2 separate regions of the Rattus norvegicus genome follow, and region 2 is linked to region 1. Evidence: chromatin contacts called from public Hi-C data. All regions are on one chromosome and are shown on one strand. The core of a region is the stretch at or near the end of the contact, and the rest is flanking DNA. Distances in the headings are between cores, read along the strand shown.

Region 1 (3,087 bases), core at 253-2,752:
TTCATTATTCATCCATGTATGATATTTTTTGTTGTTTATTTCTTTTAAAAAATTATTACTTCATGTGTACATGTATGTATGTGGGCCTGAATGTATGCATGTGCATCATATACAGAGGCCAGAAGAGGGCACTGGATCCTCTGGCCTTGAAGTTACTGGTGATTGTGAGCCACCTGATGTGGGTGCTGGGAACTGAGCCCAGGTCTACTGTGGGAACAGCAGGTGCTCTTGGCCGTTGGACCATCTCTCCAGTCACTATTTGCTTCCATTATTTTGCTTCCAGGATTGCTTCCATTTTCCTGGGATTTTTTTTTTCCTTCTTTTTTTCGGAGCTGGGGACCGAACCCAGAGCCTTGGGCTTGCTAGGCAAGTGCTCTACCACTGAGCTAAATCCCCAACCCCATTTTCCCAGGATTTTAAAAGTACTTTACTATTGTCTGTTTTCCTCTATCAAATACTTATCCACACTGGTTTGGGTTAACTGACTGAACATATCTAACTTTCATTTTCTTTCTTCTTTCTTTCTTTCTTTCTTTCTTTCTTTCTTTCTTTCTTTCTTTGTTTCTTCCCTCCCTCCCTCCTTTCTTTCTTTCTTTCTTACTCTTTCTTCCCTCCTTTCCTCCCTCCCTCCCTCCCTCCCTCCCTCCTTCCTTCCTTCCTTCCTTCCTTCCTTCCTTCCTTCCTTCCTTCAATTTATTTTGAAACAAGGTCTCACTACATAGACCAGACTGGCCTTGGACTTACAGAGATCTACCTCAGCCTCCCAGTTACTGGAATTAAAGTTGTGTGCCACCACACCCAGTCAAAAGATTTATTTATTTATTTATTTATTTATTTATTTATTTATTTATTTTTGTTTATTTTTTTCCAAGACAGGGTCTCCCTATGTAGCTCTTGCTGTCCTGAAACTCACTCTGCAGACCAGCATGACTTCAAACTCAGAGATGCACCAGCCTCTGCCTCATGAGTGCTAGGATTAAAGACGTGCTCCTCCACCACCCAGAGATTCATTCTTATTGTAATTAATTATGCGTATGTGTACCTTATGTATGAGTGTGTGCACTTATGTATGGTGGAAGCCAGAGGCATTGGATCCGTCTGGAGCTGGAGTTTTAGGTGGTGGTAAATCACTCCACGTGGCTGCTAAACTTGGCTCCTGAAAGAGCAATAGACACTCTTAATCTCTGAACCGTAACTCCAGCCTCTTTGGTTGTATTGACTCTTAGTTTTTGAGAAGTTTTGCTGGAAAAAAAATCCTAATTTCTGGGGGTAAGGATGGCACAGTGCTTGCCTAGGATACACAAGTCTGATTCCCCAGGAAAACACACACACACACACACACACACACACACACACACACACACACACTGATTCTCTTAAGCTACAATAAAACTTCATTTGTATCCCTCCCAGAGAAAAGCCTTTGACAAGGAGACAGTAGGACGTCCCTGGTGTGAGAGGAGGGCAGAGCAATACAGGGAAGAAGAAGTAACAAGGGTGCATTCGGGCACTGGTTGTCACGGCAGACACGTGGTTCAATCTCCTTGGGGACCTTCTGAAGAACTATGTAGAAACCACTCAGGACTTCCTGTTCATGCATAGGAGAGAGAGTCAGGAGAGCAGCCTTGTTCTCCACTGGTGCCCTCCTACCGTAACCCCCCCTCCAGCCTCCATGTGCGCCTCCCTGCTAGGGCTCTGTCAGGAGGTAGACTGAGCATGCATCCAAGCTGAAGGCAAAGTCCTGAGACTGGAATCTGCTGCAGTTTGACAAAAGCCATTATTGTATAAAGATAAGCCTCCCTCCCCCACCCCCACCCCCCAGACAGGCTTTCTCTGTGTTTATCCTTGGCCATCTTGGAACTCACTCTGTAGACCAGGCTGGCCTTGAACTCAAAGAGATCCAGCAGTCTCTGCCTCCCAAGTTCTGGCATGCATTTCCACCACCTGGCTAGTATCTTCTTTCTTTCTTTCTTCTCCTTTTTTTTTTTTTTTTAAGATTTACTTATTTATTTTTTGTATGAGTATGCTGTCTTCATGTTCTCCAAAGAAGGTACCAGATCCCATTACAGATGGTCGTGAACCACCTGATGTGGTTGCTGGGAATTGAACTCAGGACCTCTGGAAGAGCAGCCAGTGCTCTTTTTTTTTTTTTTTTTTTTTTTTTTTTTTTTTTTTTGTTCTTTTTTTCGGAGCTGGGGACCGAACCCAGGGCCTTGTGCTTCCTAGGTAAGCGCTCTACCACTGAGCTAAATCCCCAGCCCCCAGCCAGTGCTCTTAACCGCTGAGCCATCTCTTCAGACCTGGCTGGGATTTTCTTTAAATGAAGTGTTTTTGTTAGTTTATTGCCTAACTCAGTCTCTTTACTTGTTCTGGATCAAGTTCAATTTTCTATTTTTTCCGTTGCATGACCTCCGTAGAGAATGGTCTCTGTATACTTGTTAGGTGGTGTTCTAGAGATAATGTTAGACTTCGTCACTTCAGTTAGTCTGGTACTTTTCCCTTTTTCCTCCTCCTCCATCTCTTTAGATGTTTTGAGATGGGGTCTCACTGTGTAACCTAGGATAAGTAGAAAAATGTCTAATGCAATTTAATCACTAAATAGCAAGAACAATGCAAAATGGGACACAGCCATCCCTTAGTTTAGCTTAGTTTCTTTGCCTTTCTTTCTTCCTTCCTTCCTTCCTTCCTTCCTTTCTTTCTTTCTTTCATTGATGTTTTGCCTGTATGTATGTATATGTGAATGACAGTGTTGGATTCCCTGGAACAGAATTTACAGACAGTTGCAAGCTGCCATGTGGTTTCTGGGATTCGAACTCAGGTCCTCTGGAAGAGCAGCCAATGCTCTTAACCACTGAGCCATCTGTCCAGCCCCTCCTTCCTTTAGGTTTGAAGCCAAGCGCCGTCACTGAGTCCCTTATACAAAAAGAAAGGAGCTGAGGGTGTCAGAAGGTGTTGTGTGACTGATACAGGCAGAGCTTGAGAGGCAGCGTTTCTCTTTAAGGGCTTTTTGTTTTGTTTTTCCCCTCTTCCTTATTTCTGTGACAAAATACCTGCCAACAAGCAAGGTAAAGGAGCTAGGGTTTGTTG
Region 2 (3,280 bases), core at 509-3,008, 43 kb after region 1:
GCGCACCTTCAATCCCAGCATTCAGAGGGAAGTGGCAGGTGGATCTCTGTGAATCTAGGCCAGCCTGGCCTACAAAATGAGTTCCAGGATACTCAGGTCAATGTAGCAGCACCCTGATGCAAACCAAACCACACCACACCACACCACACCACACCACACCACACCACACCACACCAAAAAGCAGGAAAAAAAACCTTCATATAATGCATGGTATAACTCAAATTAAGCATGGTACAAACAATAGTGACCCTTAGTGTGAAGAGAAAATTTAGAAGGGAGGAAGACAAATATACTTGAAGTCTCTCATTCAGTTTTTGAACATCTAAGACCTGGAACTCATTCTAGGCAGAAAAGGGGACTTCACACAAAAAGAGCCTGAACTAAGTTTCTTCTCTTTGAGTTTTAGACATAATCTATATTCCCCGTTGTTTTCCACTATCACTTTCATTGTATTTGAGCATTTCCTTTTTCTCTGGTTCACCCATCTGACCACCGAAGGAGCAGAAAAGTATTTCCTGCTGAAAAGTATTTGGAAAGTGATAACATTCTCCTACCTCATTCCTCAGGTTTTCCAGATAAAGTGAAAATTTCGGATGTTCTGCTACCTGGGGCTCCAGTCCATTTGATGGCTGCCCATTTGCTGGCGGTACTGGTATTTTTCAGCTACTGTCTATACCAGTGTTAGAGCTTCGATTAGCTCTTGCTGGAATACTCCTACAGCCGCCTGATTCAGTCTGTTAGGGTTTGCAGCTCCTGGCGAGTTATTCTTACTCAACAAACCTTACCTCAGTTCAGTACTGTTGGTGAAAAGAACCTTAATGATTAAGCTGAAAAATCAATACACATTGTGTAAAACATTTTTAAGGAATTGAAGAGAGAGAAAGGCAGGGGGGAGGGAGGGAGAGAGAGAGAGAGACTGAGACACTAAAGGGCTTGGGCCAGCAGTCCAGGGAGAGTTTGTAACTCTAGCATTATCCTTAATTCACTGAAAGGAATTTGGCATGACCACACCCTATAGTGACTAGTCGGGTGGTTCTCACCCTGTGGGTTTCTAGCCTCTTGGGGGTCTCTCTCCTAAGACCATCGGAAAATATATTTTCATCACGGTTCATAGCAGTAGCAAACTTACAGTTACGAAGTAACAATGAAAATAACTTTATGGTTGGAGGTCACCACAACATGAGGAACTATATTAAAGGGGCGCAGCATGAGGAAGGTTGAAAACCGCTGCCTTAGTCCTCTAGGTCTCAGCTTCCTCACCTACAAAGCAAGGGTTAGACTTGATGCTATTTCTCTTACTGTAATTTCCCAACCTAAGACTCAGAGAATCTAACGTGAATAAAGTTCCTCCTAGAGGCTGGGACTGTAGGTCAGTGTCAGAGCGCCTGCCTAGACCTTGCCGGGACACAGGTTCAACCTCCGGGGAGGGGGAGAAGACCGGGGGTGGGGGGGAAGAAGACCTAGGCGACTTGACCCCCCAAGTCACTGGTTAAACAATTTGCTCTCTGGGTCCTGGCGGCAGGAACGGCCGCGGAGCCCCAAAGACGTTAACTTATGGATATGTATTCTGTGTTTCTTCACTCTCACGAACCTTGGGGACCAAAGGACCGCATGCATCTAAACTTCAAAATCTCGGCCTTAGGGGAGGACACGGAGAAAGGATCAGTCCTGCGCTTGCGCACTGTGGTTCTAGGGCTAAGGTCGTGCAGCCAGCCGGACCCTTTGCTGTTCATCAAATCCCGCGAGATCTCAAACTGACAGCCACGCAGGGGGCCACTGTATCCGGGCACCGGAAGCTGGATGAAGCCGGCAAAAAAGGAGGAAGTTTCAAGCCAGGGTGACCTGTGGGCGTCCTCGTCGAGCTCCCGGCGACACCGGCGGTATAGCTTGGGACGTAGACTAGGGGTTGCCCAGTAACAGGTGCTCTTCATTTTTTAAGAATTCTTAGGGTAAACAGCCTGAAGTTCGGATGCGATTGTGTTTGAGGTGCTTCAGATCTGAACATCTTTTGAGTACCTACTGTGTGCCACGCTTAGGGGTATACTTAAGTCGTGTTAAAAAGCCGACACGCCTTTTTAATCCCCTTGGTGCTGAGGATCTAGGAAGTCGCTTTGAAATTCTGGGCAGATTCCTAGTAATTTCTGTGAAAGTGGTTAGTAACAGGAGCTATAGAAGAAGGTTGGGTTTCTGAGGAAGGGAAGAGCCAGGTAGGAATTCTCACACGGTGGCATAGATGGCAGAGGGAAGGTCAGCAGAGTCCTTTGTGGCAGGATGGTTGGACAAAATAAGGATCAACACGAGGCGTATTTTATTAAAAGGTATCGGGGACGAGTTGTGCGACCTTGGAGAAGTCATTCACCCTGTTTATAGCGTCTGTGAAAAGACAAGGATGTTTGCAACTTCATAGCGGTAGAGGAGGGAGTTGTATTTAAGTAAGCTAATTAACACACCATTATTTTCTTCTGTATTGGAAATTGAACTCAAGACCATCTTCTCCTCCCTCCCCCAGGCATGCTGGGCCAAGTGGTTTTTACTACTGAGCTATTGCCAGTCTATTTTTTTCATTTTTATTTTGAGGCAGGTTCTCACTAATTTGCCAGGTTGGCCTTGAATTTGCCATCTGTACTCCACCCAATAACTGGGATTACAAATGTATGCTACTATGCCAGAGCAAGTAAACCCACTCACCCAGTTTTGGGGCCCCTAGAACATTCCAAGAGATAATCTGTGATGACCTCTCCAAGGTCCCACTTGGCTAGAAACAGAAATCGTTCTCTGCCCCTGTGAGTTCAGTGAGCCTCTCCTTACATTATGCGGCTACACAGACGTTTAAGGCATATTTTTATCATTGAACCAGACCTTTCTTTCAGTGGTATTTTGGAATGGTAGCATCAGTTAGAAACCCACTTTCATTTAACAGCAAATGGGATTTGCTGAGGTCAGCTCTGCCCCGATTGTGATGCCTCCTAATCCACTGATCTTCAGGTCTTGAATGTGATCTGTCTTATTCTAGAAGGAAAACCTGTGAATAAGTCAAGGTTTTTGTTTCTGTGGTGCTGGGTTCCAATCCCAGGCGATGCTGAGCGATTCGAGTGTGTTGATTATTGTGTTGTCGAGGGACACTGAAGTCATCATTAATTAATCAGTTGTGTTTGGCACGTGGAGAGTTCTGATTTCAAGCAGAAGTGGGGGCTTTGGTAGCATCCTTTTCAGGATGAGAAGCAGTGTTTAGGCAGACCTGGTGTATCCTCTTCATTTCTTTCTGTGGTACAGGATTAGC

The links. A called contact is a pair of places that touch in the nucleus more often than the background predicts.
Region 2: a Hi-C map of liver shows a contact between it and region 1, with 2.3 times the contacts expected there. The contact joins the promoter of Ptgr2 here to the enhancer-like site in region 1. A contact is called at or near these places in 4 of 12 Hi-C or Micro-C datasets (kidney, liver and psoas muscle).

What each region holds. Positions count from the first base shown.
Region 1 is chr6:109,617,834-109,620,920 of GRCr8, forward strand. No RefSeq gene overlaps it. Among named protein-coding and RNA genes, the nearest start is that of Ptgr2, 43 kb to the right of the region's middle. Within about 2 kb of position 1,503, at least 3 of the 93 cell types and tissues checked have an H3K27ac peak or open chromatin away from gene starts, as enhancers often do. A contact at or near this core is called in liver, where this site is marked.
Region 2 is chr6:109,660,740-109,664,019 of GRCr8, forward strand. It overlaps Ptgr2 (prostaglandin reductase 2), which reads left to right and starts at 1,759. Exons shown (of 10, transcript NM_001399426.1): 1 at 1,759-1,920.